Regions from separate parts of the Mus musculus genome. Here regions 1, 2, 4, 5, 6 and 7 are each linked to region 3. The links are chromatin contacts, called in public promoter capture Hi-C maps. All regions are on one chromosome and are shown on one strand. The core of a region is the stretch at or near the end of the contact, and the rest is flanking DNA. Distances in the headings are between cores, read along the strand shown. Region 1 holds the start of D830031N03Rik (RIKEN cDNA D830031N03 gene). Region 2 holds the start of Pabpc4 (poly(A) binding protein, cytoplasmic 4). Region 3 holds the start of Inpp5b (inositol polyphosphate-5-phosphatase B). Region 4 holds the start of Stk40 (serine/threonine kinase 40). Region 5 holds the start of Mfsd2a (major facilitator superfamily domain containing 2A). Region 6 overlaps Macf1 (microtubule-actin crosslinking factor 1). Region 7 holds the start of Map7d1 (MAP7 domain containing 1).

What was found. Promoter capture Hi-C pulls out the DNA fragments that hold promoters and counts their contacts. Capture Hi-C pulls out chosen DNA fragments and counts their contacts.
Region 1: a promoter capture Hi-C map of liver shows a contact between it and region 3, with 2.4 times the contacts expected there. The contact joins the promoter of D830031N03Rik here to the promoter of Inpp5b in region 3. A contact is called at or near these places in 2 of 39 promoter capture datasets (the C10 cell line and hippocampal neurons), 1 of 115 datasets of contacts at active chromatin or transcription factors (astrocytes) and 2 of 9 other capture datasets (adipose tissue and liver).
Region 2: a contact with region 3 is called in a promoter capture Hi-C map of liver, with 4 times the contacts expected there. The contact joins the promoter of Pabpc4 here to the promoter of Inpp5b in region 3. A contact is called at or near these places in 4 of 39 promoter capture datasets (cranial neural crest, hippocampal neurons, liver and 1 more).
Region 4: a promoter capture Hi-C map of liver shows a contact between it and region 3, with 2.5 times the contacts expected there. The contact joins the promoter of Stk40 here to the promoter of Inpp5b in region 3. A contact is called at or near these places in 4 of 39 promoter capture datasets (the 3T3-L1 cell line, the C10 cell line and liver), 1 of 484 Hi-C or Micro-C datasets (B cells) and 1 of 115 datasets of contacts at active chromatin or transcription factors (large pre-B cells).
Region 5: a contact with region 3 is called in a promoter capture Hi-C map of liver, with 2.9 times the contacts expected there. The contact joins the promoter of Mfsd2a here to the promoter of Inpp5b in region 3. A contact is called at or near these places in 2 of 39 promoter capture datasets (both in liver).
Region 6: a promoter capture Hi-C map of liver shows a contact between it and region 3, with 2.6 times the contacts expected there. The contact joins the enhancer-like site here to the promoter of Inpp5b in region 3. A contact is called at or near these places in 5 of 39 promoter capture datasets (the 3T3-L1 cell line, cranial neural crest, hippocampal neurons and 2 more) and 1 of 9 other capture datasets (adipose tissue).
Region 7: a promoter capture Hi-C map of liver shows a contact between it and region 3, with 2.6 times the contacts expected there. The contact joins the promoter of Map7d1 here to the promoter of Inpp5b in region 3. A contact is called at or near these places in 2 of 39 promoter capture datasets (the 3T3-L1 cell line and maxillary cranial neural crest) and 1 of 9 other capture datasets (liver).

What each region holds. Positions count from the first base shown.
Region 1 is chr4:123,410,033-123,413,707 of GRCm38.p6, forward strand. D830031N03Rik (RIKEN cDNA D830031N03 gene) reads right to left here and starts at 1,879. Exons shown (of 1, transcript NM_001167918.1): 1 at 1-1,879. The coding sequence starts at 675. The region is part of intron 57 of Macf1 (microtubule-actin crosslinking factor 1); the gene reads right to left.
Region 2 is chr4:123,281,313-123,284,535 of GRCm38.p6, forward strand. Pabpc4 (poly(A) binding protein, cytoplasmic 4) reads left to right here and starts at 1,599. Exons shown (of 15, transcript NM_130881.3): 1 at 1,599-2,495. The coding sequence starts at 2,303.
Region 3 is chr4:124,739,783-124,743,131 of GRCm38.p6, forward strand. Inpp5b (inositol polyphosphate-5-phosphatase B) reads left to right here and starts at 2,068. Exons shown (of 24, transcript NM_008385.4): 1 at 2,068-2,134; 2 at 2,682-2,808; 3 at 3,154-3,248. The coding sequence starts at 2,752. It overlaps Gm12915 (predicted gene 12915), which reads right to left. Exons shown (of 4, transcript NR_151694.1): 3 at 1,992-2,139. Gm32117 (a long non-coding RNA gene) reads left to right here. Exons shown (of 2, transcript XR_376640.4): 2 at 1-323.
Region 4 is chr4:126,102,448-126,105,771 of GRCm38.p6, forward strand. Stk40 (serine/threonine kinase 40) reads left to right here and starts at 1,510. Exons shown (of 11, transcript NM_028800.3): 1 at 1,510-1,699.
Region 5 is chr4:122,959,234-122,962,729 of GRCm38.p6, forward strand. It overlaps Mfsd2a (major facilitator superfamily domain containing 2A), which reads right to left and starts at 1,955. Exons shown (of 14, transcript NM_029662.2): 1 at 1,708-1,955; 2 at 37-168. The coding sequence starts at 1,800.
Region 6 is chr4:123,372,669-123,376,341 of GRCm38.p6, forward strand. Macf1 (microtubule-actin crosslinking factor 1) reads right to left here. Exons shown (of 98, transcript NM_001199136.1): 84 at 2,064-2,258; 85 at 1,647-1,775. Among named protein-coding and RNA genes, the nearest start is that of Bmp8a, 31 kb to the left of the region's middle. Within about 2 kb of position 1,868, at least 4 of the 459 cell types and tissues checked have an H3K27ac peak or open chromatin away from gene starts, as enhancers often do. A contact at or near this core is called in liver, where this site is marked.
Region 7 is chr4:126,254,400-126,257,578 of GRCm38.p6, forward strand. Map7d1 (MAP7 domain containing 1) reads right to left here and starts at 1,920. Exons shown (of 18, transcript NM_001347198.1): 1 at 1,618-1,920. The coding sequence starts at 1,663.

The DNA.
Region 1 (3,675 bases), core at 629-3,128, 1.3 Mb before region 3:
CTCACTGTGCTGTTGGAATTTGAAGTCCTGGCAGTCTCTCAAATTTTTTACATTTTGCACTTCTGGAATATCTACAGATTTGGACATGTGTTCCAAAGTAACGGACTCAGACTGAGGTTCCCTGTGGTCAAAGTGACCAGAACTTTCTGTCAATGCAGAACTGGATTCTTTTTTCTCTTGCAAGGAAGGATTTGAAGCTCCAGCTTCTGATACTTCACTGAGAGAAGCCTCCATCCTTTCTGCAAATTCTGGGAAGTTGGGTGGCATGAAGGACTTCCACGATCTCCTGTTAACATTATCTTTGCGTTCTGCATTTGGCCGACGTCTGGGTGGCACGGGTGCTGACTTCTGCACATCACTGCTTAGCTTTAATGCATCAAATATTATCCTCTCATCCAGCTTCTTGCCTTCTGGTCCTCTAGCTTCAAAAACATTAGATGATGCTCCTAATGTACCATTGCTGGATATGGTACTTCCTTCCATCTTCTCCATGGTGCTTTTTGACGTCTGATTAAGTTTTGACCCCTGGTCAATCTGTTCATTTATCCTCATTGTATCGTATATAGACCGCTGTGGAACATAGCAATCTTCTATATAGCCATCCTCATCTTCCCCTTTACCCAGGCAGGTAGGGTTCCGCCTTAAACAGTCTGGCCTGCTAAGTGGCTTACCCATACTTTTTCAATAAAGATGAACCATCAATCTTTCAAAAGTTTTTTTTCCCCGCCACGGGTTCTCTCAAAATACATTCTACATGAATTGTAAGTCCTCTTACATGTTTATACTCCAAACCACCAATTGCATCTGCCTTTCAGAAAGATCTGGAAGTTCCCAATTTGAAACCATTTTGGGAGAAACTCTAATAAGACAAACAGGTTTTCCCTCACAGGCTAGCAGCCTCATAACTGCAGAAAGACAAATGATATTATTTAATCAATAAACATAAAACAAATACTTGTATGGCTTCTGGTTTTACTTTTCTAAAGCCCTTTCAAATTCAGTCAGCAAAAAAATCGTTTGATATTGACAAGTCTTATTCAATATCTAGTTTCACTCGATTCGCACCAAAGCTGAGTTGGAAGCAGAAAATGTATACCAACTATGTCCTTTATAACAATGGCACACCCTCTCTAGCCTTCAAGTATGGTCCAAGCTCCTAAGAATTCCTTTCATTTTATCCTGTGTTCAGCCCTAAAGAGTCCAGCTGGTCTGAATTAGCCATTCGTCCTCTCTAGTTGGGTGTTTGCATTTGAACAGGGCTGGTCAGCGGATATTCCTGCAACTTTAAACACAGGAAGTCCTTCATTCGGGGCCAGCTTGGGGCTTCCTGTCTCCAAAACATCATGGCATTGTTGTGGCTTCCAAGCCAACACTGTATCGTGGCCGCAAAACAAGGCGAGTGGAGGCCCACGCTGGGCCTTTCAGAAGGCGGGCAGGCTGCGGCAGCGGCCAAGAGGCAGTCTGGACTCACTTAGCACCGCCCGCAAACCCGCGCCATGCCTCGCGCCCCGGAGGGCCAGGGTCGCCTCACCGCAACCTTGCAGGTGGCTCCCGGCGGGCCGGCCTTGGGTCTAGCGCTCAGGAAGTTAGTTTGTCCCTCCGGCAGCAGTAAGTCCCGTGTCCTGTGGGCGCCGCCTCCCCGGCCACTGCAGGTCCCCGGCCCCCAGCCGCCGCGTCGTGGGCTGCATGACAAGCAGTCGCCTCTTTTCTCCACCACGCCGCCGGCCCTGCAGCCGTCCTCCCCGCCCGCAGCTGTCACGGTCCCGGCATGCAAACTTCTGGCCGGGAACAAAAGGCTCCGCTCCGGCCGCACGAGGGGGGCGAGCCCGCCTCTCTCACGCCGCGCGGCCCGCTCACACGCCGCTGGCTGGAAGTGCTCGGGTGGCGGGCGGATCTCCTCCCCCTTCTAGCCCCGCCACAGCCGCTGCCCCGCCCGGGCAGCCCCCTTGGAAGCCCGGGAGCGCGCGGCGCCGACTGCTAGGGAGGAGGACGGGGGCGGGGCCTATAGGGAGCCCCGCCGGGAGGGGAGGGGGCGGAGGCAAGGATTGGAGGCCAAGGCGGCGAGGGAGGGGCTTCCCGGGGTTGGGGCGAGGGACTCCAGCTCATCCCGCACCCCCTCTAGCTCACTCCCTCCTCACCCACGGGAGTAATAGTGTCCCCGCCTGCGAGGGTGAGAGGAGAGGGGCAGTCCTGGTCATGCCGGGCAAATCCCCTGACAAAGGAAAGCCCCGCCCTCACAACGCTGGCCCGGCCCCTCCGCCCCCGCTTCTTTCCAACCGGCGGGATGGGAGCCCAGCCCAAGGGCGAACCCAGAAGGGGCGCCCCCGCCGCCCCCACTACCAGCCGGTAGTGGCTAGGGCCACTCGGGGGCCCCATCTGCCGGTAGAGACGTACGGGCTGGGGTGGGCGGTCTGCACTATCCTAGGCTCCAGCTTTGCCGCCAACGACTATCCCTGTATTTTTCCAATGTCACCTCTGGCGCTGACCAAAGAACAGGCTAGCCTTAAACACAGTCTTTTCTTGGCATGCCAAGGAATTAAGTTAGACTCAGGAACCAAGTTATTGGATAAACTCTAGGCACAGTTTCCCTTCTCAAGTATGTCAGATCTTGGCCCATTTCGCCACCTGGATTTCTCTGCTCAGACTTCAGCGGTCTTAATGACCGGAAAATGGGGTGCGGGTTGCAGGGCAGTGGAGACTCTAGCAGGAACAGCCCATGACCAACACCTGGATTGGCTATAACCGCTGTGCACGTCCAAGGAAATCTGAGCCTCTGAAGGGCTAGATGAAAAGCATGAGTTCATATTTCAAGTCTCAAGAATGAAAATATTAGAGAAATGTGTTACACAATCCTGCAAACTACGTTCTGGATTTTAGGAAAGCTATCTAGAGACCCTGTAATTGTTAAGAAAAGTACAAAGCAACCCAGAAGACTGCCTGCCAGAGGTAGCTTGCATCTCTTTGAGGTGTAATACTTGACTCCCTTTATGATGGTCCCTCGGATTTCATGAGGATGAAAAAGGTCAGTTAAAATGTACAAAGTCCTGTTGGCCCAAGTAGTTAATATAGATGATAAAACTTATGAGAAAGTTATTTCTACTCTTCACACAAACAGTAAATAAAACGAGTCACTGGTGTGTGGAGATTTGGCAGTGAAGCTTGGAGCTAAGCCTTAAACTTACTTGAGGAGCCAGAAACTCCTTGGCAAAAATGAGGTACAGGCTGAAGCCCATGATCAGATTAGTCAAGTAAAAGACAACTTTGCTTGGCAAAATGTTTTATACTTCATTTCTCACTCCTAAAGAAGCTGATCAATTCTACCCACTCAAATACAAAGACTTTCCATCTGTAAACAGGAGAGAATACTTAAACATTGTATCATCTTATTCTAGATACCCTAGTCTTTAAAGTTAAAACTTCAGAAAGCTATCCAGAATCCTGTGGCTTCCTGGTGCAATAGTGCAAGACACTAGAACATTTTTCTACGAACCCAGAGTGAAAAGAATCAAGAATACTTGATGGAGAGCAAATTTCAGGGGATATGATCAACATTAAGAATCTGAGGAGCTGGGATGTGGGAGGAAGGAAATTTGTGCTGAATCTCTCCTTAAACTGGCACACCAAGATCCAAGGGCAGATTTCAAACCATCAGTTTTCTCACTGCTATTCAAAGAA
Region 2 (3,223 bases), core at 349-2,848, 1.5 Mb before region 3:
TTGGTTTTTGGGGTTTTTTGGTTTTTTGTTTTTGTTTGTTTTGTTGTTGTTGTTGTTTTTTGGCTTTTTTTTTTTTTTTTTTTTTTTTGGTTTTTCGAGACAGAGTTTCTCTGTATAGCCCTGGCTGTCCTGGAGCTCAGAAATCCACCTGCCTCTACCTCCCGAGTGCTGGGACTAAAGGCGTGCGCCACCACGCCCGGCTTTTTTTTTTTTTTTTTTAAAAGACCGGTCTCACTATGTAGCCCTGGCTGGCTTGGAACTTGCAATATCCATTTGGTTGGTCACAAATACTCAGGGGGGATCGGTCTCCCAAGTGCTGAGACTAAAGGTGTGAGTCACTACACCTAGCAAGGCTTCTTTATTTAATATAGTCACCAGAAATTATTCTCAGAGGTAAGGAGGGACTCTTACTTGTATACCATGGTAACCATGGCAACCATGGCATCTGCTGGGGGGGGAGCTCTGATTAGCCATTTATTGGAATGAATTGATTGATTAAATACTTATATTTCCTCAATTGTTTGCTTCAACCAGTAGACGAGTATCTGTCTAGCTTTTGCTAATTTCTGGTTTGAGTGAATATAAGGATAGAAAAAAAAATGGTCCCTGGCACTTATGGAGTAAGGAAATACTGCTATAACTCCACATATTTAGTCTCATGAGATAACATGATCTTCAAATGGTCAGTGAAACCTTCATTTGGGTAAAAAGTCAATGATTACCCTTCATCATCTAAGCGTAAACTCTTAACTAGCGTTTACATAGTAACAAAAACATTGTTTCACATGCACAGATGCATTCTCTTTGTGTTGTGCCATGAGTCGCCACGAGATGCCTTGTAAGGACATCACTAGAGATAGCTCCCTTATACAAGAACCATGAGCCCAAATACACCTTTCTTCTCCTCTTCTCCTTTTGCACAAACTAAGCTGTAGGCGTGCCACCAGAACAAAACAGGAGCGGACAGTCACGTTTTGTTTTATAAAAGCTTTGGCAAGATTTGTTCATCTTTTCAAAAACAGTCTCATCACCTAAGATACCACCACCATTTCTAATGACCTCCAAAATCCAACCTCAAGGTTATATGTTCTTAAAACTTTCGTATGTCTTACGTATTCAGCTCAACCATGTATTGGGCCACCTAGTAGCTGTACTTTAGCATCCCTTTGTGTAGATTTGGGCATTTCATGGATGTTTTAAACATTATACCTGCGTGTGGGTCTTGGGGAGGACATGACTCAATCCATACACTGCAGAAAGAGAATCATACAGGTGCGTGCTGCTGGTCCTCCAAACGCAAGGGGACGCTGTGACACCTTGCGGGCGGCTCCAGGTCACTCTGGTGTGACTGCCCCGCCTTGGGCCCCCGGGGCAGAGTGGGCGGGCACGACTGCGCCCAGGTCTCGAGGCGCCCTTCGACCAGCAGCGCCCGGGGCGGGAGGGTATAAATGGAGCGGTGGCGGCTCCAGCCGCCTCTCTCCGCCCCGGGTCGCAGCCATCAGTGTTGCGTTTGGGCTCAGCACGCCTGAAGCAGAAAAAAGAAAAAGCTTAAAAAAAACACAAAAGCCTCAAAAACCTTAAAAAAAAAAAAAAGAAAAGAAAAGAAGAGGAAAAAAAAAAGCAAAAGGGAAAAAAAGAAGAAAAAGAACCAGACAGCGACTTGTGCTGGGAGCCCGTGGGGAAGTGACTTTCACAGCTTCCGGCCTGCCTGTCCGTCAGCGTCTGTCTGTCCGTCCGGTGGTGAGCCATCCCCCTCGGCCCGGCCCGCCCCTGCACGCCTCTGCGCCGCGTGGCAGCCCCGCGCCCCGGCTGGCCGCACCACGTGTCCGCACTGCCCTTCGCCGGCACCCGCAAAGATTTGGTTTCCCCCTTCCTGGGCTGCTGTAACTGTAAACCGCCGGGAGTCCGGGGCCTATATTTATCACGAAACGCGTGTTCCCAAGGCGGCCGTGAGCGCAGCATCTGATTGCCTCTTGAAAATTTTTTGCCCCCTTTACGAGGGGATTTCCTACTTTAATTTTTATTTTTTAAGCCTCAAGCCAGGACAGCTGGAGAGTACAAACTCCAGGAGCGGGCCATATTGTTTTTGAGAGCCTTTTGTCTTGGGGCTTTTGCAGTCCCGTGCAAGTCGTCCCGCACACGGGTCCCGGCTCGGAGCCTCCCTGCTCCAGCCTTCTCCGGCGTCGCTGGTGCCACCTGTGCGCTGCGGCGCGTGCCATAGCTCCTCGGAGCCCCTTTTGTCCTGCAGTAGGCCTTGTTAGAAGTCCTCCTGGCGGGGCTCGGGGTCGTGGGGGGTGGGGAGATGAACGCTGCAGCCAGCAGCTACCCCATGGCCTCCTTATACGTGGGCGATTTGCACTCGGACGTCACCGAAGCCATGCTGTATGAAAAGTTTAGCCCTGCGGGGCCTGTGCTGTCCATCCGGGTCTGTCGCGATATGATCACCCGGCGCTCTCTGGGTTATGCCTACGTCAACTTCCAGCAGCCAGCTGACGGTGAGTAGTAGCGGTGTGCACACATTCGGGAGATTCCTGGGGACCTTGGGAATCCTGAAGGCGGAGGCCAAACTGCCAGGACCGGGGAACATAACAGCATGTTGCCTGAGAAGCCTTGGGTGGAAGCAAAATGAGCCAGGCATGTGGTCATGACCCTGGCTTCAGTCTCCCACCACTTGCTAACCTGATGACCTTGGGCTACTGGGTGGGGGTGGGGTAGAGCAGGGGTTGGAACCCAAGGAGATTTGTGTAATTCGGGATCCGAATAAAGGGACTTGGGTATTCTAGTGTGTCTAGCCCCACTCAGGTAGAAGTGGGTCTGGCACTCAGTGCATTGAAATGACACCTGAAAGTGTAGGTTGCAAAACTGGGGGCTCTAACCTGAACTGACTGACTTGGGATGGCTTTAGGGCAGTGGAAAGCAAGGAGAGCAGTTTCATCCAGTTGCCTTGAGGGGAGTTGCTAGTGTCAAGCTGTTTCTACCAGGCTCTCTTTTGGGGACTTGCTCAACTGCATGGAGCTCGAAGGATGTAGAGGAGTGTACCCAGGAAGTCTAGGAAGGTGTCACATGGAATGTACTGGGCAGTTTTGCCTCACTTGTGCTGCCTCAAGTTGGGCTGCCAGGGAATGTTCTGCCATCCTGGTTGCACTGGAGGCTGCAGGCAAGCCACAAAATAAGCCCAGAAACGCAATCGGGGGCTGTAAACTACTCCACATTAAAAGGGACC
Region 3 (3,349 bases), core at 818-3,317:
TCATCCCCCATTTGACTTCAAAACTGCAGCCCAATCAACTTGAACTCCAGTTGTGCTGTGGATGTTTCTAGAAAGAGACAACCAGGAAGAGTCTGGGAGGAGTTTGCAACATGCAGGTTGAACTGGTTATCAGAGTTCAATTCAAAACAAAAAGGAGGGGGGCAGGTTAAAGGTTACAGGGGTGGGTGTGGGGTCAATGAGACAGTTTAGAGGTAAAAATCACTATGAGTTTGAGGCACATTTTGGGCCAGCCTGGGCTAACTAGTGAGTCCCTATCTCAAAACAACAGCAATAAAAAGTTACAGTGGCCATCCATTCTGCAACACTGGCCCAACTGCTTGCTTTTTTTTTTTTTTTTTTTTTTTTTTTGATTTTTCGAGACAGGGTTTCTCTGTATAGCCTTGGCTGTCCTGGAACTCACTTTGTAGACCAGGCTGGCCTCGAACTCAGAAATCCACCTGCCTCTGCCTTCCGAGTGCTGGGATTAAAGGCGTGCACCACCACGCCCGGCGAGAAGCAATCTTAAATCAGTAAAGCTAACTAATTGGGGTGAACATGTTCTGAGATGGAGATGTGGCTCAGTCATGGAGTGTTTGCTTGGCAGCTGTGAGGCCCTGGGTTCCGGTTCCTAGGCTCCATCCTCAGGACTGCTCAAAATAAATAAATGAAAGTCTCAGAGCCACTATACCAGAAACTGCACAGGAGTGTAAGGGCAAGATTCAGCCCAGTCCTCAGGGATCCAGCTTACCGAAATAGTCAGCAGTTGAGAAAAAACCAACCATTCTAGACTCTCTCGTCTGAGCTAGCTTCTTTTGTCCTGTCTTGAGTTATATATAGTCTTTTTTTTTTTTTTTTTTTTTTTTTTTTTCCGAGACAGGGTTTCTCTGTATAGCCCTGGCTGTCCTGGAACTCACTTTGTAGACCAGGCTGGCCTCGAACTCAGAAATCCGCCTGCCTCTGCCTCCCGAGTGCTGGGATTAAAGGAGTGTGCCACCATCCCCGGTTTAGCTATATATAGTCTTTACCTAGAAGGGAACAATGGAGTCTGGAAGAGAATAGTTCCTGTCAGGGTAAATGGCCAATAGAATGTGGCTAAGGGGCTTGAGGACAAAACCTGCTCAGGGCTGTCTATCTGGGCATTGCGGTGAGATGTCTCCTTAGTTAAGAGAACATATTGCTCTTTCTTGGGACCCAGTTCCCACCACACACATCAGGTGTCTCACAGCCTCCTGTCACCAGCCCCGAGGATCTGATGACCTCTGGCCTTCTTAGGTGAGCGTGCACACACACACACACACACACACACACACACACACACACACACACACGGTGCACATAAATTCATGCAAGCACACACACATACACACAAAAAATTAAAAACTAACAGATCTTTAAAGAAATAAAGAGCCAAGAGGGCCACATCGTCCTCCGCTGTTAAGAAGAGTCCTCCGCGCTGCCTGGTGGTTGTCATTACTGTGTCACAGATAAAGATGCCACACATTTCAAGTTCCATTGACAGAAAAGCTAGATAGGTCTTAAGAACATTTAGCAGTTCCTAGACGGGAAAATGACACAGGAATTGGAGTTGGACTTCCCTCTGGGCACCCAGCACTTATTGGCTACGGACTTTGTCAAACAGTTTTGTCTCTCTGTTCCTCCGTTTCTCCACCTGGCAAGTGGAGAAGGTGACATACATGAAGCCAGGGCACGGTAGTTATCTGGAAGTGTTTCAGAATAATAGAAAGCTGTCCCTTTCTGCATGTGAAGAGTTGAGGATGGACTTAACTTGAAAATAAAAGTTAACATCATTTTTTCCGTTAGGGTAACATGACCACTTCCTTCTGCCTTGGACATGGGCCTTGGCCCTTTGATTTAGTGGGCTGAGAAAGGCGTTCCTCACGCAGGCTTTCCAGAACTGGGACGCCCGAGTATGCTTGAATACAGACTGTAGATTCTAGATTTTTAAATAGAGTAAGGGCGGGGAGACCCACCTACTCGTCCATGTCCGACTCGGGCATGCTGGGACTTGCAGGCTGGCTGTCCGTCCTGTGACGCCAGGGCCGCTGGGAAATGTAGTCCTTAATCTGCCCTGGAACGGAGGTGTCCTGCAGGCCCACCGGTGACAGCTCGGGAGGTAGGCTGCAATGACAAGGATCTGAAATAAGTGCAGAGTGGGAGGGGGCTTGCAAGCTGGTTGCTGGGGCCCTTGTCCTGTGGGTGCCAGAATGGACACTCCTAACCTGCTGCTGATGCAACGGGGCCTGTTGGGTGGGGTGAGGGGCAAGGAGCAACGGGACACCCACAGGCTCCGAGGAAAGAGCAGCGGGGCTGGGTTATTTCTCCAGAATAAGACCCTCCTAGCTGAGACTGAGGCGAAGGCTGTCTCCCTACCCCTATTTGGACACACCACCAACCTTTCCCAGAGAAGAGCCAGATGGACCACAACTGCTCCCTGAAGAGGGCATCAGAGCTGTACCCAGAAGCAAGGAGACCAGAGAGCATACTGAACTCCACTGGGAACATCTGGGGCGACACCGAGCAAGGGGCAAAGGGGTAGAAACCCATTTTCTGGAAACGTTGAGAGACCCATTGTAGGAAAGACGGGGAAGGCCAGAAGGAGAAGAGAGATGACCAGGCTCTCTCTTTTCCCTCCACAAAGGCCCCTTTCTTCATCCCCACAGCCCCCCGAAGCAGCTCTAATACGGAATGGGAGGTTCCCACCTGCCCTACCCCAGGGTTTGACAGCTCAGCATGGACCAGTCTGTGGCAATCCAGGAGACCCTGGTTGAGGGGGAATACTGCGTCATCATATCCTTCCCAGTTGTAGGTTGCCATCCAGATCGTGCCTGCTTCAGCCTTGGGAGGTGGGATGGAGGGTGTGGAAAAATTTCTCTCGAAGCCATATGGGAAAAGGTAAACCAATATTTACCAAGTATTCACTTGGCTCTGGTCTCTCTACCAGGTGCTTTACATAGGTAGCTATTTTCTCAACCAGCTGCAAAGTTGGAGACTATTATACCCATTTTGCAGATGAGGAAAACTCAGAGAGGTGAAGTCGTTTGCCAGTGGGAGAGGGAAAGGCAGCGTGGTGGAGTGGGCCGGATGGGGAGTTTCGCCCTTTGGCTTTCAGTTTCCCTTCACTCTGAGCAGCAGGCAGTCCAAGGTGTGCTGTGTAAGGGAGATAGCCGGCAGAGCCGCCTGCTCGGGCTGGTGAGGTACCGGCTGGAAAATGACGCCCAGGAGCATGCGTAAGTAGGGCTCAGACTGCCTGTGTGGGCCATGGGTGGTTCTTCAGTATCCTCCAGCTGGACTTCAGTCATTCTGTCTGAGTCTCCTAGACTAATTAACA
Region 4 (3,324 bases), core at 260-2,759, 1.4 Mb after region 3:
GGAGTTGGAATGGTGGTGTCAGCGCCCAGTGATTCATCTTACTGGTAATTAGTGAACTGGAAAACCCAAGATTCATCCCTGTCAAAGGCAGGGCTTCCGGAATCCTTTTTCTCCTCACTTTGTCAGAGAGAGGAGCAAAGTGGGCCGGCCTTCTGGATGCCTGCCTTTGAGTCACGTGCCTCCTAGAGGTTCCCCGACTGAGACCAGTGGGCATCTATAGGGTGTGGTTAGCTGGATGTGAAACTCCTTGGGTCCTCCCATGGTTGGTGTAATGTGTTATCCCCACTTGGGCAGCCAGGATTTACACTGAATTACCTAGTTTGTAAGTGATACAATGGGGATTCAAGCTCTAGCCTTTTTGGAACCCACGAAACTTTCTTCAAACCACAGCCCAGCCATTATTAGCTGGGTGTCACGGCAGAGGTTACCCTCTCTCTCTGAGTGCTACCTTCTGCATTTGTTAACAGGTCTCTAAAAGTGCCTCATTTTGCATAAGACAGGGCCTTAGGAGCTGGTATCATTACTAGTTATTCAGCATTATCTGCAGCTGAATGGCCACCAAGCCAATCAAAGACATTAAGAAAGGATTCAGGCTGGGACTTCATTATGAAGACCAGCCTTCGGTGTCCTAGCAGGGCTTAGTCGTGTCCACGTGTGTCTACACGTGGATCCAGAATGACCCAGGGGAGGGAAGAGTGTCATCAAGTACACTTGTTAACTCTGAGACAAAGGAGTGGGACTATGGCCGCTGGTACTGCTGCCACCGAGCCCTTCTGGCCGCTTCTACACGGCAGTGGACGGAAGCCAGGATTTTCGAGGGCCCCCAGTGAGTCACCAGACTGATGCAATCCCTTTAAAGGGCTCATCTGCTGGTGCAAGAAGCTGATTCATGGAGGGCGTGGCTGCTGAAGGAGGAGAAAGGACGGAAACTGGCAGGAGGGAGTGAGGTAGACAGCCGGCTGAAGTCGTTCATTGGAACTCTTCACTGCAATCTCCCTGGACAAGACTCTAGGGATGTCCAAGATGAACTTGGCCATCTTTGGGGTTTCTGAAGGGCCTAAAGTGAAATGAATTGTGACAGTAGCGACAGCCAATTCTTGACTTCTCTTGTACCCAACTTCAGCACTTTCCCACACAAATTTCCAGAAGCCGAGAAATGGGGAGCAAAGAAAGACTACTTTTCTAAAGAATGCAGTGCAGTTGGCGGGTTTTGCAACCACTTAGAGACGTCCCCAACCCCAGCAAGGAGAGCATAAGTCGGTGAGGTTCTGCAGAGCCAAGGCGGACCGGCGCCTCTGTCCCAGTCCCACTGTAGATGTAGATTAGCGGTAAGTACCGCCCCCTGACTGTCCAATCACTTTACAGATTTCGACCCAGACTCCACCCAGAACCAATTGGCGATCTTATCTGGGCTTCCTGCCTGAAGGCTTCCGCCCATCCTGAAGATGGCGCACCAACCCCAAACTCAGGCGAGGGGGCGGGAGGCGGGGCCGAGAGCCTATGCGTCACTTCCGTTGTCAGGTGGCGGCGCCGCAGCCATGGAGGGAGGCGGCGGCGGCAGCTCTGGCGGCTGCGCTGGGAGGCGGCGGTGAGCGGCTCCCACGCCCCCGGCCCGGCCCCGGCCCCCGGGACGGAGCGCCGAGCAGCCCCGACTCTGGGCTGCGGACTATGGGCAAGGAGCGCTGATTCCCCGGGAAAGGTGAGTTCGGGGTCCCGGGACGCGGAGCCGGGTGGGGGCTGCGTGCTGGCGGGGCGGGCCACCGTGGCGGAGGGACCCCGGTGACAGCCCGAAGCTGACCGGCGCGACCAGAACGGCTATAGTGAATTCCCCCTCCGCCACTGGAGGTCTGTCCTTCCCGGCAGCGGGGGCGTCGGCTGCCGGGAGCCTCGGTCTTTTGCCGCAGCCCTGGGAAATGGGCACTGCTCGCCTTGCCCAGACCCACTCAACCAGTCATCGAAGCAGCCGGCGTTTGGCCCGCTCTAGTTTTTCTCCCAGAGAGACCCGCTCCTCCTCTCCATGCTTCTCTCCTGACCTAGAGAGTGACTTGAAAGTTAGAACGAGTCCCCAAGGAGAGCCAGCCAAGGTTTTCCTCCTGGAGCCCTCACCCGTTGGCACCAACACCATCGCTGCTGGGGAATTTTCACATCCTGGGCGGCGTTCAGGTGCGAGTCACAGCAACCTGCTTGCCAGATCCACGTTGGGCCGGTCTTCACCGTGGGAGAGCTTGCTGTGGTCAGTGTTTCACCTGCCATCCTGGTCAGGCCCGCCCATTCCTACGATGCTTGGCCCCACCTTTCAATCTTGGGTAGGAGCTTTCGGATTCCCGGTGGCTTCTCCGTCCACCCCCACTCCCCCAGGTTGTTGGCAGAAGGAAGAGCTGACAGCCACCTTCGGTGGCAGGATAGACTTTGCTCTGTTTTAAGTCACTGGAGGAAACCGGTTGGCTTTGCTGGTTTTGAGAATCATTGAGGAAGAGGGTAGTCACGCTGGGCTGGGCGCCTTTCCCTCTCGGCTGAGTAGTTTTGCATGAGATAAGGAAGAGCAAAATCCTATAGCCCTTATTTATAAACAACGTTGTGAGTTCCTCCTTAAAGGCCCTGTTATTTGATTGTGGATTAGACTATCTCTGCCAGAGATAGTCCCCATTCATTCATTCATTCATTCATTCATTTTTCTCATAACAAAAGGGCCCTGCCTGTAGAGCCTAGTGCTGTGTAGTATTCGTAGGCTTTGGAGGCTCACTCCTTAAAGCCTGGGATTAAAAGTGTGTGTCAACCTTGCTCTGGACTCCTTAAATTCAGATTCTGGTGCCGCTGCTTTCTGGTTGCCCGACCTTGGGTCATTTGTATTCGTCCTCATTTGCAAACCACTGGCCATGGTAAAAAGAGTCATTATGGAGAGTTGCGCTAACACCTAATAAAGAGGTTCTTATCCGAACTAGTTCACTGTCCAGCTAGAGGAAACTGACCTGCAAGCAGATAGGTGAAATGTGATCTACAAAAGCAACAGAAACTGAATGCTGAGGGAGCCCAGTGGGGAAGCTGCTAGCTCAGTCTGGGAAGCCTGAGCAGTAGTGACAGGAGGATAGTGACTGGAAGGACAGAAAGGGGGAGGGAGGCTTAGTCATGTAAAATGGGAGATGCTATTTGGAGAGAAGTACAGAGAGTCAGAGAGAGACAACCTTAGCTGTGTCAGTAGAGTGGTATGGAAGCCGACAGGGCACAAAGTAAAGCAATATAAGTTAATAAAAAAAAATGAACATCTCATGGATCATTTGGAACTTTGTGTCTAGTGCACAAGAGGCCAGTAAGCTTTTAGCTGAG
Region 5 (3,496 bases), core at 705-3,204, 1.8 Mb before region 3:
GCTACCAAAGGAGCCCGAGGAGCTCCTGTTACTCACCTTAGCCACATCCAATAGGTAGATCTGCAGGAAGAATCCCAGTGCGCAGCCGGTCAACTGGTACGGGGCCCCTCCAACTGCATAGCAAAGCTTGTTGCAAATGGACAGTTGCTGCTTCTTTTTTGGTTCCTTCTGGGAAGAGAAGGAAAGAATGAAAATAAGCCCAGGATTCTGGCCACCAACCTAGAACGTGCCAGAGGCACAGACATTTATTTCTCCAGCCAACTCGGCCAAGAGGAACAGTTCTACCTTGCCCAGTTCCCACCTAGGGAAATCTCACTTCCCCAACCCCACAGGAAGTTGCCCTTAAACCCAGACTTATCCCTCCACCCCCAGACTCTGAGGAAATCTATCACCTTCCATCTTTAAAGATCTCCCAGATCAGGTGTAGTGGCACCAACACTTGGGAGGCAGAGCCCAGCAGATCTGTAAAGTCTGAGGCCAACCTGGTCTACAGAGCTAATTCCAGGTCAGCCAGGGATACAAAGAGAAACCTGTCTCAAATAAGTAAGAAAATAAATGAATAAATAAATAAATAAATAAATAAAATCTTCTCCCAGGCCCTCAGCTCCTTTCCAAGTTACCCAGAAAGAGCATGCGGTAGCAATGGGCCTGTCCCTACCTGGCACTAGCTGCCACAACCTGAAAATCCTCTTGCTGCCAAAAGTTCCCTGAGCCCAGCCCAGGCTCCCTCCCTGACGCCCCGCAGCAGCTAGGATCCACCTGCGTCCTGGATGAGTGCACCAGAAGGGGGGGGGGCGCCCAGCCCGCTGCATCCTCAGCTGTTCTTTCAATCTGTCCCAAAGTTCCCGGGCCCCTGTAGGGAGTCTTCAGCTCCAGGCAAACCCTTGAGCAGTCCTACCATCCATCTGCCTAACACGCACCCTTTCCAGCTCCTAGGGGACCTTGGAGAGGGGTAAAAAGGGCTCCAGGTGCAGGGCTCAGCCCTCTCCGGGTGGAGCACTAGGGGAGGCTGAGGTTGCCCAGGGAAAGTAGAGATTACTCATACATGGTAACAGCATAATTGCTTACTCGTTTCTTCCAAGAACAGTTAATAAAATTAAAAGGAAAAGTTAAGCACCTCCCAATTAGCTATATTGTGAGAGATTCCTTTCCTGGGGCCGCATGGTTTCATGGTGTGGTTAAATAGATCCAAAGAGTTAGAACGGATCGGAGAGAGAGGATGTCGAGACACGCGGAGCTCTGTGCATGTGAACCCTCAGTCACACAAACGCTTTCGGTATGCGGCTCCTTTAAGAGCAAAGCCCTTGTTCTTATGAATGAACTTGAGTGGCCCTCCTCAGAGTTAAAGCACGAGAGTGGGGGGTGGTGAGAGATGGAGAACCAAAGGGACTCTCAGACTTCTGGGGTCTCTTCAGGTCTAGGGAGAGAAACTAGTGTGGCTCAGCACAGTAGAACCTAGAGCGCTGGGGAGAGCCCCACGCCGCGTAGAGTTGCCGGCGCCTCTCTTGGCGCAAACCCATTGTAGGGGTGTGCAAAGGGGCTTCAGACTTTCTCCATCACTCCCGGTCCCAGAGCACTCCTTGCTTTTTTCAAGCTTCGCTGTACCCTGTTACCGCCAAGTGTCCCAAGGCCAGACCTAGTCTCCGACGCCCCTATACCCACATCCCGGCCGGCCCACCACCCCTTGCCCTCCTCTCGGGACCTCACCTTCACCTGGACCGGCCGTTCACTGGCTTGGAGGATGCTGGTGGGGAGCAGCCCCGCCGCGGAACCGCTCTCGGCGCCTTCTCCTTTGGCCATGACCCGCGGGCCACGCCGCGTGGGACCGGGACGCCGGGATGCTCTTGTGTTCTGCCGGCCGGCACTCGCCTGTGGCTCCGATCCTAGGCGCAGCCCCAGCCACTACTACGTTCGCTAGCACTTAGCAAACCAGGAACGCCGGCGATGAAAACTCCCTAGCACGTCCCCTCCGCGCCTCTTAAAGGTTCGGGCCTGCGCCTCCAGCCAATCCCTGCACGCGCCTGCCCATCTCGGCTGGCGGAGCCTCGCTGCTCAGCCACGTTCTCAAAGCCGGCAACCCACACCGCGTGCTCCTAACTACCTAAGCAAAGCTGAGAAACCCACCTGACTCGCCCGAGGAAACTGAAGTCCCAGGCTGAAAGTGACCTGTCCGAGGTCCCCCAGAGTGAGTTTTCCCTGAGTAGAGCCTGTGGCCCTTGACTTCTGAATCCCCATCAGCTCCTTTTAAAATCCGGAGTCAGGTGGCTTCTCCCCTCCCCCAAACCTGAGGCCATGGGCTGTAACTTTCATTATCAATGTCCCTCGTGTCTCAAGATCGACAATTTCCTCTTCCTCCCTTTGAAAAGTAGGGGCCTTTTTCAATGGGACAGAAAAATTACCAAGTCCAGTGGCTACCGCTTCCAGGCAGGGGAACTCGCAAGTTCTAAGAAGGAGCCATGGCCACAGCAGCCGTTTATGGGTAGCTTTCTAACAGGCTTAACATGACCTCACTGGGTGCTTATGAACGCCATCTGAGGGTGGTACTATTATTATCCCCATTTTACAACCCAGGAAAGGGGGACACAAGAAGAACAGCTGTTGCGACACAGACAGGCCAGAAAGGTTTTGTCCAGTTCCAAAGTCTTTACTCATAACTCTCCTGCTCTGCCCCTCAGCATAAATTACAGAAGGCTGAGCTATGTCTGTGCTCCCAGACAGGAAGCCCTGGGAGATACAAGACGCCAGCAGCCCTCTGTGTCGAAAAGAAAAGAAAAGAAAAGAAAAGAAAAGAAAAGAAAAGAAAAGAAAAGAAAAGAAAAGAAAAGAAAAGAGAGAAGAGAAAAGAAAAGCTTTGAGAAAGAGCATGCAGAGGAATGTGGTCCTTGAAAGAAGGGAGGACCGTCATCATCTAAACAGAGGCCAGGCATAGGTGCCAGCAGAGAACGGTCTTTGCTGCCTTTCCTTCCACCTCTGCTAATGGCACTCCAGCCTTCACAGATCCCCAGGAGCCTGGGTCAAGTCCAGCTCTCCCTCTTCAGTGAAGTTACTGCTTAGACTCTCAGAGACCGCTCACACAGGACCTGTGTTTCTCAGTGTCAAGCTTTTTTTTTTTCCCCTCCTCTTAGTTCAGATTGCAGGGAAGAGCTATTGAGATCTGACTCCTCCACAATGGCCACAGCACCCTTGTGTGCCCTGGCACATCACTGTCCAGAAACAAGCCAAGGGAAATAGTGAAGACTGTAAGAAGGCCTGTTGTCCCCACTGTCACACTGCCCTCTCTCTCTTCCATACTATAGGAGGGAAGCTATGGAGTCCTGTACAGTCTCTTCCAGCCCTAAATTCTTCACTCCTTTGAATGGCAGCATTCCAGAAGTGATCTGAATAACCGAGCCAGATTATGCCCTCCTTGAAAATAAGAACTCTATCTCTTTCACTCCCATATCCCACTAAATCACAGTGAGTGTGAGCTGAAGCACCAGAGGAGCCAGCCCATTCA
Region 6 (3,673 bases), core at 618-3,117, 1.4 Mb before region 3:
TCAGATCTCATTATGGATGGTTGTGAGCCACCATATGGTTGCTGGGATTTGAACTCAGGACCTTTGGAAGAGCAGTCAGTACTCTTAACCACTGAGCCATCTCTCCAGCCCCATCTTCTTCTTCTTATGTGTCAACACAGACCTTGAAAAAGCCTGTATCTAGGTGTTGCTGGCATGATCTGTCAAGGCCTATAGGACACAGGAAACTAAGAATGAAGACAAAAAGACTAGGGACACCGGTGTGGCTCTATTCCTTCTGCTCCTGTTTCTATTTTCAGTTTCTCCCTCTCTTATTCATATTTATTTCCATCTTAGTAAAACATCTATTTTATGTGTATGGATATTTTGCCTGTACGTATGTGTACGATACTGGAAGAGGCCCGAGAGGGTGCTGGCTCTCCTGGAATGAAGTTACAGACAGCTGTGAGCCACCACATGGGTGCTGGCAACTGAATGTCTGCAAGCAGCATGTGCTCCTAACTGCTCAGCCGTCACACCAGTCCTCTTATTCCTGTATTTTAAAGCATATTTTGGAAAAATATGATGACAGTCATAAAACACTGTATTTTGAAATTCCCCCCTCAACAAAATGCAACGATAAAACTAAGATTAAAGTAACTGGCTAGGTAACATGAAACATTTCCTCACTTCCGTAAGAGTTGGACAAACCTCTAGATGCCATGTTATAGTATACAGTGTGCTGAGTGGTTTTAGGAGATCAGACAAGGACCAAAGGCCAGTAACAAATAAAGGCTAGTCAAATAAAGGCATGCGTAGGTGAGAAGTAAAATGGATTTGAATATGATAACATACACTTACAATCCGAGAATTGTGATAGTGTGTTCAAGGGACTCCCTTGGGAGTTCAAGGGTAATCTGGGTACATACTAAGAACCTGTCTCAAACTCTAGCCAACCAACAAACAAAAATCAGAAAGGGAAATGTTGTACAGTTTCTTTTAGAAACTATGTTCATTAAGTTCTTTAAGGACTATACTAGTTTAAAGCCAACAAGAGGGGCCAGAGCGATGACTCAGTGAGAGATAACTCAGTGAGAGATGACTCAGTGAGAGACGACTCAGTGAGAGACGACTCAGTGAGAGACGACTCAGTGAGAGACGACTCAGTGAGAGACGACTCAGTGAGAGACGACTCAGTGAGAGACGACTCAGTGAGAGACGACTCAGTGAGAGACGACTCAGTGAGAGACGACTCCGTGAGAGACGACTCAGTGAGAGACGACTCCGTGGCTGGGGCACTGGTTGCTTGCAGAAGACTTGGGTTCAATTCCCAGCACACCTATGGTGGCTCAAAACTGTAACTCCAGTTCTAGGGGATCTGATGCCCTGTCTGGTCTCCTTGGGCACTACTCAGGAGGCAGGAGAGAGCAGGTCTCTGTGAGTTCGAGGCCATCCTACTTTACAGCATGAGTTCCAGGACAGCCAGAACAGGGAGAAACCCTATCCCCAAAAAAAACATAAACAAAAAAAGAACGCTGCTGATGAGCAGCACAATACCTCTCTGGTTCCTGCTGAGTACACGGACAGTTCATTTGGCATTTACAAGCAAATGCTGCTTTTTGTTAGCAGTGAGACAATTCTCAGCATGGTTGAGTAGCACAGATTACCATTCCTTGAGACTAGATTACCTTATGGGTGTCAATGAGAGATTGTAGGGCCTCCGTGTCATCAGGAAGGGCTCCTCGAAAGCGAAGTGTTTGTTCTGCTTCAGAAAGCCACTCCAACAGCATATGGACCGTGTCCCGAAACTCTTCTGCCTGAAATAACCAAGCACAAGAAGATCTGGCCTCCCCCTGCAGCTGGGGCACTAGACACTAGAGTTTGCTGGGGAAACATCCAGGACTACATTCTACCAGAGGCCAAAGGTCATCTTAATTTGTAGACCTTTGAAAACAAGCTCAATGACTGATCAAAGTCCTGTAGAATGTTCAGAATACAACGTTATTTTCATTTCAAGACTGTGGGACTTCATGATGCTGGTAAAGAAACTCAGATCTATATGCTTGGGTCCCAAGCCATGGCTTGAGCCCAAAAATTTATCTCACCTGTTTTAAGGCTTGCTCAAGCCGGCTTTGCTTGGAAACAGAGAGTTTACACACCGTGTCCCAGCGAGTGCTAAGCTCCTGGAGCTGCCCCTTTACCCACGTGGTGTCATCTCTGCTGCCCTCAATCAGTTCTCTGCCTGATCGTTTCAGGACCTGAACTGTGCCGGTTCTCTTTCCCAGTTCTTTTTGGAAAACCTGGTTAAAGAAGAAGTTGGGAATTAGTTGTTGGTAAATTATTTTTTTCAATTTTTAAGAATTATTTTCTCTTGTGTAGGAGTGTTTAGCTTGCAGTCTATATGCCACGTGCATGCCTTAGTTCCAATGGAGGCCAGAGAAGGTGTCAGATCCCTTGGAATTGGAACTACAGATGGTTGTAAGTCACCATGTGGGTGCTGGGAACTGAAACCAGGATCTCTGAAAGAACAAACGTGCTCTTAACTGGTGAGCAGTCTCTCTAGCCCTGTGTCTGATAAATGCTTTGTGTAAGAGTAAAACCACAGAACAAGCAGTCTCCTTGGTAGGGTCTTGTCATATGTCTTATTTATGCAGAGAGAACAAGTAGGTGACTTTCAAGATGTCTGCACCACCAATCTCATTCTCCTTCGATGCCTATGCTTTACTCTATTCAACCTGCTCTCTCTCTCTCTCTCTCTCTCTCTCTCTCTCTCTCTCTCTCTCTCTCTCTCTCTGTGTGTGTGTGTGTGTGTGTGTGTGTGTGTGTGTGTTAAGACACACAAAAAAAAAATCAGCAGCTCTAGCTATGAATGTCAGCTCAGGCATCTGACCTGCTTGACTTTGGGAAAGGTGCTTACTTTACCTAATCTAAAAAACTCGAATAATTATACCAGTATTTCTAGAATTGAGGGAGATAAGAAAGAACATACCTGAAGTACAGAGAATGTGATAAATTACACTTAGTTCTGTTTTTGTTTATATGTGTAGACAGTTATGGAAATGAGAGAATAACTTGCTAGAGTCATTTCTCTCCTTTTACCATGTAGGTTCCAGGGATTGAACCTGGGTTGTCAGGCTTGGCAGCAAGCCCCATCCCTGTTAAGCTCTCTCACTGGCCCATAGAATGTTTCAAGGCAAAATAGAATGTTTTGTATTAAAACAGAAGAATATCATACAGCTCAATACAACAGGTGCAGGGCAGATGAACTGGTGGTATATATGGTGGTAGGCTTGTTACTATACAAAGTGGTTAGAAATAAATTCTCCCATTCCCATAGGTGTTAGTGGAAATGGATTTCTTTACAGTTTTCCCCTGAATGCAATTTCAACTTATATTGGATGAAGAGATAAACAGGGAGAACCTCTTCACATGCCTCCAAGTCTGAATCAAACCAATTCTGGTAAATTCTTTGTGACTGTTGCAAAAATCCCAGCAACAAGTTGTTTTGTTTTGGAGATAGGGCTTCTCTATGTATTCCTGGTTGTCCTGGAGCTTGCCTTGTAGACCAGACTACCCTTGGACTCAGAGATTAAAGGTGGTTAAAGTTTGTCTAAACACAGAAGACAGAGGGCTGCTCCTCCAGAGCTCCTCACCAAGCATTCCCTCCTCTCTAGGTGGTCAGCACAACACAGGGTGCGGATCGAGACAAGGCTCT
Region 7 (3,179 bases), core at 670-3,169, 1.5 Mb after region 3:
ACTCACCTAGGCCCTCAAGTACAGCCAAGCATCCCACCCCTGCCCCCATACACAGTCTGGGCCACTCATCCAAGTGCCCTAATTATAAACCAGCCCCGGCTAAGGCTGTGTCCCTGCCCTCATTTGGGCTCTCGTGCACACCCCAGTGCCATGAACTCTCAGGTGCAAAATACCAGTAAGCAGATGGCTAGACCAGGCTGGGCCTCCCTAGGTGTCCCCTCTCAGGCTCCGTGGAACCAAGACAAACTGGACCACCCTCGTTGCCAGCACAGTCTGTAAACCTCCAGAAGCCCACCAATCTCCACCTACATGTCATAGATCCCCACCAAGCACCACGAAGACACAGGGAGGAGCCCACCCACAGCCAAGCAGCCCCCACCTCATCCTGGGTGCTCTCCACCCCTATAGATGCTCTCAATCCGGGGCTCCACACCCCAGGGGGCAGGGAGGTGACAGGATTAGGCTGGGAACTCTCTGGAAATGTGGGGATGACTGTGTGAGTGGATCAGGACTTGGGTCCTCAGTAATCAAGCTTTTCCCTCCCCTTCCAGGAAGAAAGAGTCCTCCCTCCAACACGGGGCCCAACCAGAATTCTGTCCCCACCCCCTCGTCAGCTGCTCCCAGATAGAATGGGGTTTGCAGAAGTCCAGAACACTGGTGGTTGGTGGGGTGAGGGGTGGAAAGGAGAGCTTTGGTGGTCTAGGGCATTGAGACTCTGTGTGTGTGTGTGTGTGTGTGTGTGTGTGTAAAGCATCCAAAAACCCTCAGTCTGAGGGAATGATGTGGCATGTAGGGAGTGCCATCCTTGAGCGGTCACCTCATTCTACAGAGTCCGGCCCAAAGAAGTGACGTGGTGCCGGCAGACCTCTGTCACTCCTGTCCCAAATCAGACTGGGTGGGCTCTGAAGTAGGCCTGGCTTTTGGGAAGGCGGCCCACTCCCCAGCTCCCACCCGCGCCCCAAACAATACCGCCTCCCCCTCCCCCTCGCCTTTATCCGGCGGGTTACTTGGCAGCCACCGCTAAAGACCTCCCCCTCGTCTCCCTCCCCTCCTGGTCGGCCCACAACAGCAACAGGCCCTTTGCGCGGCAGCTGGACGGATGGGGTGGGGGCGAGGTCTGGGCCAGGGCCTGGGCGTGGGGGTACGAGGGCCTAGCTTCGGTATGCATAGTTCCAGACCTGAGAATCTGGTACCCTAACACACATATTAAGACTAAGGTCACACGTGCCCGCGGAGGATGGAGAAGACAGTAGCTCCAGCTCAGTAAAAGAGGATCTTCAGAGTCTGGGGTGGATCTCGAAGGAGAGTGGGGGTGGGGACGAGAGGATAGCACCAGGCTGCGGCAGAAGGGTCACCCCATCGAATCCCTAGCCGGGTTCCCACGGATCCCGATGCCCCGTGCTTCCCGGCGCGGAGGTTGGGGGGAGGAGGCAGCTGTCAGAAGATGCGTCCGTGGCCCGGAGCCTCGGCAGCGGCCACAGCCTTTATTTTTAAACTTCTAAGTGGTCAGAGGGCGCGGGGGGGAGGGGTCCCCGCCCAGCCGCCAGCCTCATCCTCGGCCGCCCTGCGGCTACTCGGTCCCCCTCCGGGCTCGCTCTTGTGTGGCTCCCGGCTTACCTGCGGGTGCGCCCGGGCCGGGCTCCACACGCGGGCCACTCTCCATGGCTGCGGCGTCACTGGAGGTTTTGGGGGAGGGTCTCAGCCGCGACGGCGGCGACGGCCGGAGGCCAGGACCAGGGTCCCGCGGCGCATCCCGCCCGGCCCGCCCAGCGGGCAAAGACCCAGAGGCGGCGGCGTTCCGAGTGGGAGAGGTAGAGGCCGGTGGCTAACGAAGCTCTGAGTAGCCAGCTACCCGAGGTCGGTCCTCCGCGACCGCGATTCTGCTCCTTTGCCCCGCGCCGGCCCAGTCCTGGTCGCGGCCCAACCCTATTGTACCGCCCGGGCTGGGCCTGGCCTCTCCGAATGTACCAAGTGCGCGGGGGATGACCGCCCCCGCAGTGATGGAGTACGGAGCCACCACGGGCACAACCAGAGGGCTCCGACACCGCCCTGCGATGCAGCTCCCGGAACTTCACGATGCTCCTTCTGTGGTCGCCGCAGGGCGGACGCCGAGCTGGGGGCACGCTGCTGGCCACACTGACTCCCCCTGCGGCCGCGCGTTGGTACGTGCCGCGCGCCTGAAGACTATGTAGGGAGCTCTCGGGTGACTCACCGGCCGCTGGGACTAGGGGAGTGGGGTGCTGGGTTAGGATCCCCTATTCTCTCTCTGGATGCTGGAGGCTCTAGCGTGCAGTCTAAATTCTCTCCCAAGCCTGCCTCAGACAAAAATCTTTATTGGGGGGGGGGCGTTGCAACGCCTGAAGAACGGTCTCATGGAGACTCCTAAAAGGGCTATCCTTTCTCTTTTCTGGTGATGGCTGCGAAGGCGCTTTTCCTCTTGCACCCTAGGGTTGGTGTCTTCTCTGTTTCTCTGGGAGTAATTACAACCCTGTAAGGCGCTTTACTCAGGTCTCTAATCTGCTGGGGCCCTCCCTGATCCAAACTGGGTGGTCCTAGCCTAGAGCCTCCCCTACCTTCATCAGAAGACCCCCATCCCCCGCCCCCACATCTCTCCAGAAGGATTTTTCTTTCCTACGGCTCGTCGCGATAAAGAGTAGTAAGCCTCACTTCACCCTCCTCCCCGAAAATACTCGGGGCTCTGGAGTGGGCTCTCCTATCTCCTGTTTCAATGCCCGCCCGCTGAGGTGAGGGCTTCGAGCCAAGTCGGGCTTGGCTTCGGACAGGGTGCAGGGAGCTTGCTGGGAAGGTGGATCGATAGTAGAGGTACTGGTGCAGAGAGGACCAGACTGGAGGGAGGAAGGAGGGGCCGCTGGGCTCTGCCTATCCTAGCCCTGCTCTTTGTCCTGACCTGGAGGTCATTTCTCTAGTTGTCCACAGATTAGGGCCAGGGAGGCACTGTCTCCCTGTCTCTCCTTCCCCTTCCTAACCACTGGACCCTCCTTCCTTAGAGCACCTCCACAGAACAGTCATTCCAAGGGAGAGGGCAGGGAGTACGATTCAGGGAAAGGGAGAAGTTTCAGGCAACCTAGCAGCAGTTTCTATCCCAGTAGTAAGTAACTGGCGCTTTGAACCCTGGGGGGAGGGGGGAGGGAAGATTCGCCCGAGGTGGAGGCTGAGTG